2 separate regions of the Anser cygnoides genome follow, and region 1 is linked to region 2. The links are chromatin contacts, called in public Hi-C maps. All regions are on one chromosome and are shown on one strand. The core of a region is the stretch at or near the end of the contact, and the rest is flanking DNA. Distances in the headings are between cores, read along the strand shown.

Evidence for each region. Hi-C and Micro-C count contacts between places; a contact is called where the count stands out from the background.
Region 1: a Hi-C map of liver shows a contact between it and region 2, with 8 times the contacts expected there. The contact joins the promoter of LOC106030032 here to the promoter of FKBP7 in region 2. A contact is called at or near these places in 2 of 7 Hi-C or Micro-C datasets (both in liver).

Annotation. Positions count from the first base shown.
Region 1 is chr6:18,279,368-18,283,293 of Taihu_goose_T2T_genome, reverse strand. LOC106030032 (cytochrome c, somatic-like) reads right to left here and starts at 2,617. Exons shown (of 3, transcript XM_013171595.3): 1 at 2,478-2,617. It overlaps RBM45 (RNA binding motif protein 45), which reads left to right and starts at 2,732. Exons shown (of 10, transcript XM_048061583.2): 1 at 2,732-3,926. The coding sequence starts at 3,672.
Region 2 is chr6:18,127,544-18,131,675 of Taihu_goose_T2T_genome, reverse strand. FKBP7 (FKBP prolyl isomerase 7) reads right to left here and starts at 2,506. Exons shown (of 4, transcript XM_066999187.1): 1 at 2,154-2,506; 2 at 718-869. The coding sequence starts at 2,506. It overlaps PLEKHA3 (pleckstrin homology domain containing A3), which reads left to right and starts at 2,637. Exons shown (of 8, transcript XM_066999184.1): 1 at 2,637-2,774. The coding sequence starts at 2,735.

The DNA of each region.
Region 1 (3,926 bases), core at 1,368-3,867, 150 kb before region 2:
CTACGGTAATTAATGTAGAAGGACTTTTCAAAAATGTCCTGTAATCTGACATCAAAATAACCAAGTACAAGCATTTGCTTTTCTAGTATGGGAAAATGAAAAGTTGTAATTACTTCCCCTTTACTTAGGAATACATTTTGTTAGGATTTATTAAAACCATGCAATTATTTTATAACAACGTGAATATAAGCATGTCTTCAGTTAAACAATAAAAAGAATACTCTTGAGAACCAAATACAGCAATATGCTGAAATTGTTATTTAGACAGGAAATCATTGTAATGAAAAATGCAGAACTTGTTGAAGACTGTTTTCACAAATATTTTGTTTTAAATATGCTCCCTTACAGGTCCTATAAATAACATCTGTAGACAGTATGAATTCAAAATCAGAGGGCTGGACAGGAAAGCTGATAAATTAAAAGAACAACAACAAAAAAAAAAAAGCAAAACCGAATATAAACAGTAACAAACAATGACAAACAACAGTTTTAACGTGTTATTTTACAAGAACTAGGTCTTTACCAGAAGGGACGCTTTTGTGCATAAGTATAAAATGTGTTGTAACACCTTTTCCAAACAAATCCAGATAGAAGGAATTAAAAGGATGGCTTCAATGTATAAAGGCCTGAAAAATGAAGTCTGGTCATTGTAGATATACAACTTCAGTAATGGGGCACTTGAGAATGCAATCAATAAAACTGCTAAACAATGCAATCAGAGGCAAGCTATCTGTAGTCTAATAAAGCAAGAATGGAACAATGTTTGCTGTATCCAAGACAACTTCGTATTGTATTGATGATGACATGCCAATTGGGAAATGTTCAAACACAGTATTCAAAGACATATAATCAACCTGATCAAACAACAGTAATGACAGAAATTCACTGCAGTATAGATACAGTGATCAGCCAATTAAAAATCACTCAACAGATGCATGTTAGACAATGTTAACTAAACCAACAATGCGTAATAAATCACTAATATAAAGTGATTAATTTTATATAAAAGGGAGCTGTGGATTCTTTGTATTTGCCCAAGAAGATATTCGTGCTTCACACTGTGTTTGACTTACAGAACAATGTTAGGTTTACTTTTTACCATTCAGTTCTAACTTTTTAAAAATTTAATAGTCTAGAGAATATATTCAAAAAGAGTCTTCATCAACCACTACAGGGTTTTGATATTTATTCTAGTAAAAGTTAGTCTTTAAAAAAAATCTCTTCTGAGGTGAATGTTTCTTTCTGAAAAAAGTACTGGACAGAAGCTCAGAGAACCTGAGCTTTATACGCAGCATTGGTCTGGTGGCAGAGAAACTACTACTCGTATTTACTATATTTACTACTCGTTTCCATCTCTGCCAAAGCAATCTGTACCTTCTTTAGAAATCTACTTGAGATCTAAACAAGCTATCTGAGATCTAGATAAAGCACAGAACTATTTAAGAACCAGCACAGTCTCTATCACAGGAGACCCTTCCCTTCCTCATTCTTCTAGAATGGTTACTGATAACCACACTGTGCACTAGAATTGCAAAAGTGCAGACAAATGCTGTTTTCCTTATCCATTCATAAAACAACAGCTAAAATTTACTTGACAGAACCGCTGGTGGTGAACAGGCACCAATTATCTAGAAAAAATGAAGTGTTTTTTTTTTTTTTTTTCTCCCGCATGCAGTCTGCACGGTTGACTAGCAGATAAAGCAGTGCTTCAGCACACAGTGAGAACCAGCCAGGAACTGGCATAGCTGAGAAAACAACACAGAATCCCACAGCCTGTTTGCAGAAGTTTTTCACATAACCAGGAAAAAAAAAAAAGGAAATCCTGTTTTTTGTGCTAACAGGAAAGCAGCACGATTTTGAAAATGCCAAGGTGCCAGCTACGACAGCCACAGCCGCTCTGCCCTAACATACGTGTATCTTGGAAGACTCTTGTCTGAGTTCTTAATCTAAGACCCTAATTTGAAGATAGAACATACTACTTAAGACACTTAAGAAATCACGATATGAAAGGGACAAATGCTGTGTTTTTCTTCACAAAAAGGCAAATTGCATCAGCCACATCAGCCAGGGTCAGCAGTTACACTGGATCCAAACTCCACGTCCAAACTCCACGTCACGCGAAGCGAGGCCGCGCCGGGCAGGGCAGAAGCCTTGACGGGACAACAGCACAGCACAGGACCAGCCACAGCCAGCCACAGGATCGTGCTTCCCTACTTAAATTACTATGTAGGTACCATCGTTTTTTAAGATAATAAATTCAATGTATAATTAGAAAGTGAAGTGCCCAGTGTGCGATTACAGCCCATGGACCATACTTCTTCTAGTGCCTTATCAAGAATGAAGAAGAAAATGTTTTCGTTGATTTGTCTCCAAACAGATTTTTAAGTGGTAATATCTTTCAGCTTGAAACTTCAGAAAACAATAGGTAAACCGAAGAGTTCTGCTCAGGCCGCGTCCCTTCAGAGACCCCCTCTTACTCTGTCGCCTTTCAGCTGGCCAGTGCTAACCGGGCCTCCGCGCCGAGGCCTCCCCCAGGGCTCGGCGCCCTGACGGCGGGGCTGGTGCCGCCGGCTCGGTGCCGCCGCCGGGGAGCGCCCAGCGCCCAACGGTCCCGCCGCAGGCCGCCCCTGGCCGCCGCCTCTCCCAATTGTTCTGGCGGGAGCGGGCGGCAGCGGGCGTCGTGCCATGTCGCAACTGTCGCAACAGTCCCAGCGGCAGGGCACCGCGGGGCGTGTTCAATGGCCGGTACCGAGCTGGAGGTGCCCCCGAGCTCCGCCGCAGACAGGAGCAGGCTGGGGGCGGGCGGCAGCCGGAGGCCCCGCGTGCAGCAAGGCACAGGCTTGGGAGCCCCCAGCAAATGGCGTCCTCGGGTCACGGCCGCGACACGCTGGATGCCCTGGTGGTCTGCTGGAGAGCTGCTTGCGTTCGGACCCAGCTGTTAGAGATGTGGTGAACTCTCCAAGCAGCTTTGTAGGAAACGACCTGGTGGACGCTTAAACTGACGGTGAGCCAGTGCCCTGGCTGTGTAGAAGAAGGACGGGATCCTGGGCTGTGTTGGGAGAAGTGTGACTGCAGGACGAGGGAGGTGGTCCTGCCTCTGAGCACCTGCAGTGCTGCACCAGGTCAGGGCTCCCCGCGGAACAGGAGACATGGAGCTGCTGCAGGGGGTCCGCGAAGGGCTACAGAGATGGTTATGGGACGGGGGCACCTCTCCTGAGAGCAGCTGGGGCTGATCAGCCTGGAGAAGGCTGCCCCGGGACTTACATATATATATGTCTTAAAGGAAGGTGCCAAGAAGGAGCCAGGCCCTTTTCTATGGTGCCCCGTGACAGGACAAGGGACAAACACCAGAGGCCGAGAGCTGGCAGAGGCTGCCCGGAGAGGCTGTGGAGCCTCCTCCCTCCTTGGAGATGCTCCAAAGCTGACGCGATCGTGGCCAGCCTGCCCTAGGTGGCCCGGCTTGACTGGGGGGCCGACACGGTGCCCCCACAGGTCCCTGCCCAGCTCCACCACGCCGCGGTGCTGTGACGCCGCCCCTGCGGCAGCGCAGGCAGCGCCCCACAGGCCAGCCCCGCCGCCCGGGGCGGTACGGGGCGGTGCGGAGGGGCGAGCTCCGCCCGCCGGCGGCGGGGCCTTGGCCCCGAGTGGGCGCGGGGAGGCGGGCGGAGGACATGTTGTCTCCGCGGCGAAAAGGGCGCTGCGGCCGCTCCCCGCCAGCCCCCGAGAAGAGCCAGCGAGCCCTGGCGGCCCGGGAGTCCAGCGGCGGCCACGCCATGGAGGAGAGCAGCGGTTTTCGGCTGTCGGCCGAGTGCCTGGACGAGCCGCCCAACAGCCGCGTCTTCGTGGTGCTGGGCAAGGACACCGGGGAGGCGCTGATCCGGGAGCGCTTCTCCCCGTTCGGAGACATCCAGAACATCTGGCTCTTG
Region 2 (4,132 bases), core at 1,257-3,756:
GCTTCAGAGTTCAAAAGATTTTAATCTTACAAGCTTGAATGTGTAGAAGTTTTAAATATATCTGAACATATGTCATGGTTTATATACTACCTACTAAATTAAGATACACTACTAGAATTCGGTGCCCGTAGTTTACAAATATACATACCAACAAAAGAAAGACATGTAAAGGTTTAGAAAGCCACATGCATCTTTTCTAATTCAAGATTAGGCAGGCATCTTCCCCAACATGCAGGAATACGCTGAGATAGAGGACAAGTATGCTGTAGGAAAGCAGTATTTTCTTGAAGTGCTACCTAGAACAAACAGTTAACGCTAGTATTAGATTTAAAGAATGTATTTTTGTGTCAGTGTTTTTCCTTGTTGTTACAAGACTTTTTTATTAAACATTACGCTCAAGGGACAACAAATTATTCCTACTAAACTTCATTGGCTAGAATGGAATTTTATCAAATAGAGAACCAGTGCATGCGATTCTAACCCAATACCATTGCCAAATAATTACTACACATCAGGAGCTACTTTTTCAGAGAAACTACTACACCCAAGCCTGAATTTAAGTTATCTACAACTGAGTACTGACACTGCATAATACTCTTAATGGAACTTTTTTTTTTTAAATGGACTGCACACTTAAGCATCATAAATTCAAACCTGATTTCAGAGCAGTGAAACAGAGCAAAGACAAAGTTCAGTATTTAAAATCTTTTTTTTTACCGTATCCTTGCTGTCCATATGCTAATGATGGAGGAATGATCACTTTCCGTTTTTCTCCAGGACACATATTCATCATAGCAATATCTAACCCTTTTATGACTTGTCCAACACCCAGAACGAACCATTTTGGATGACCTTCATTTTGCGTCCGACTATTAAAAACAATTGTGAGTGGGTAACAATTAATTTAGCATTTGTATTTTTTAAATGACTTTAAATTAGCAGTTGATAAAAGTATGCATTAAATTATTTAAACACAAGAATGTTTAGAGTGCAAGAATATCCTAAGTATTAACACTATTTTTCTGCCACACTCACAATTTACGATCAAAGCTCGATATGTATAAATGGCAACCTCCTTTTAAAATCAAAGAACATGTAAAAAAACTAACTCCTTACTAAAAAGGTTCAGTCCTGCTCATGAGATATACTGCATGCCAGAAACAAGGTGTTACTTCAGGAAGTCTGTGAGAGGAGACCTGGGAGGAATTCACTGCTGTGAAGTGAGAACGACTTCAGCAGCTCCCTGTGGGATGGGATGGGATGGGATGGGATGGGATGGGATGGAGCACACAACTGAGTGTTGGGGGAATGTGGAAAGCTTGGCTACAGTGCTGTGTGCTCACCCACTGCTCTGTTCACTTAAAACAGTGTCTGAGCCAGCTTCTGCTCATAGGAGGTGTCCCCACTATGGGAGCTACGCTGAGCTGTGAATGAGCAGCTCAAAAGTCAAAGGGCAGCACTAAATGTGTCAAAATTAGCCACTCCAACAGGAAAAAAATGCAAGTAAAATGGCAGTTAAATGTACCATTATCCTCTACTGATTTTTTCTTAAATAATACAAGTAAGGGGATGAATCAAGGTTGGGTAATAAACTAGGCCCATCAATGCCTGTCAGATCTGTGATATATGGGCAAGCAACGAGCCAGAAGAAGGCAGACTTCCCCTCTGCAGCTCTGCGCAGCGAGTCCTGCCACTCTCAGGAGGATGTGCCAACAAGAAAAGCAAGGCACTGTTAAAACTAAGACTAAAAATAAAACGAAGCTTTTGCACAATGGCTTCAGCAAAACGAGCAGAGACAGCCTGCTGACGGATGGGACGAGGCGAAGAAGCGTACGCTTAAACGGCAAGATGGGTGCAAGGAGGAGAGCCCCGGCAACCGCGCTGCCTCCACAGCGGCCTGGTGCGGGGCAGCCGCCATGCCAACCACGCAGAAGCCTGTACTGACATTTTTGTCCAAAACGACTTATTTCCAGTAAACCGCCAGGCGCTGGCTTCAGAAATCCTTCAACGCTCAGCTTAGGGAAAAAAAAAAATAGAATAAAGACGGCTGGGGGGGGGGGGGGGGGAGGGGGAGGTTGGAGCATCGATGTCAGCATGGTTTGGATCAGACGCTGCCCCAGCTGCCCCGCCGCACACCGGGCCCCGCCGCCCACCTGCAGTAGAACTTGGAGCCGTCGCTGGCCAGGAAGCCGTCGTAGTGCGCGTTCAGCAGGTCCCCCTTCTTGCTCTTGGGGCCGCAGCTCTCGGGGAGGTGCAGCACTTCTATTTTAACCTCCTCCGCCACCGCCGCGACGCCCTCGGCCCGCGACGGGGCCATGGCGAGGAGGCGCAGGAGCAGGATGGGGACCAGGATCATGTCGCGGCCCATCTCGCTCCGCGCAGGCCGCCGGCGTGGCACTGTCGCGGCGGGGCCGGCTCGCTGTGGGCGGGGCGGGCCGGACCGGCTCCCGGGGCCGGCCCCAGGAAGCGAGGGGGACGGCGGGGAGCGGCCGGGGGGGGCGCGCATGGGAGGCGCGGAGCGCCCCGCCGGCCGGGTGGCGCCGCCGGGGCCGCCGCCGTGCCGGGGCTGGGCTGAACCGAGCCGGGCCGAGCCGGGCCGGGCCGGGCCGAGCGGCTCCGCCTCCGCGCAGGGAGCAGCGAGGTCGGGAGGGGAGCGCCCATCCCCGCGGCGGCGGCGGCCGCGCTTTCCCCGCGGCGGCGCAGGAGGATGCGGGGCGGTGCGGGGCTGTGAGCGATGGAGGGGGCCCTGTACAAGTGGACCAACTACCTGGCGGGTAGGCGCCGGCGCCGGGGCCGGGGGCGGCTCGGGGCGGCCGGGCCTGCGGCGCGGCGGAGCCTGCGTGAGGGGCGCCGGGCGCCGGGCACCCGGGGCTGGCGGGGGCTGCGGGCTGACAGCCGGGCCGGGGGCTCTGCCGGGCGGCCCGCGGGCGGCCGCTGCCCCGTGCGGCTCGTTGCGGCTGTCGCATCTTTCCCCTCCATCTTATGTTTGCGGCGCTTAGCCTTGCCGGTGTCCCCACGTGCGGCTGAGGAGTCACGCAGGGCTCGGTCTTTAAATGTTGGGTGCTAAATGCTTACCGAGCCTGGATTCTCTTGATCCGATTTGGGATGGTAATTTTTTGGACTCTCTGCGTCTGTATCCTAACCTGTGAAATATGCAAGCAAACTTTGGTTCTGGAGGACACATTCTGGGTAAATGTATTTTGTGAAGTGCTGTGGGCAGAAGCGCACCAAAGGCCTGCGTTTGCTGTCAGAGGTGTTTGGTTCACCCTCTGTCGTAACAGAGTCGTCGCCTCCCCCTGGAGATAGCAGTGGACAGGCTGTACTTCCAAGGGGAAGAAGATTCCTCTTCTGATCCTGTAATTGTGCCTGTAGAGCAGATCAGAGCCGGATCACATACTGTGCCTCACCAGGCCTCTTGGGCGGCTTTGGCAGTGTGTCCGTGCCTTCTTTGCCCTCTCGGTCTTTGCCTGTGCTGTTTTTTAAATTCGGTGAATTCAGGTGTTGAATGTGGAGTGGTGTAAAACTCAGTTCTGAGCGTTTATAAAGTGCAGGCCCTACACTGCAAGGATTGTGTGCTTGCTTGGAATTGAAATGTACGTAGTTTTGTATTTTTCAGAGCAAATCCATGTCCACGTATACTGGCCTTCCAGTGAAAGGATTCCATATTTGCGCTGGAATTAAATAGCTATTAGATAAGATATTTTGGTTGCTTCACAGTGAATGCGGGGAGATAGCATAGTGGAAAAAAATGTGGCTATGTATGAAAATGAGTGCAAATTTCTTTTCAAAATAGAATGGTATTTCTCACTTCCATTTTTGTGACCAGAAGTGATTCGGTGAAAGGTAAAAGGTCATGGGTAATGAACCTTTGTGGTGTTTGATGAAAACTTACATGCAGCTAACTTCCACTAAAAGTCAGCAGTCCTCTAACATACTGAACTGCAGAACCATTCCTTCCGTGTGTGTAGCCCAGCTGACAGCATCTGCTCCAGTTGCATTTGAAAATTATAGTGTCAGAAATTCCCCAGAATTGCCTGAATATGAGGGAAACAAATTTTAAAAAAAAAAAAAAGAAAGCATATCAGTGAATTTTTTCAAAGTTGTTATCAACTTTCTTGTTACTCTGGTATAT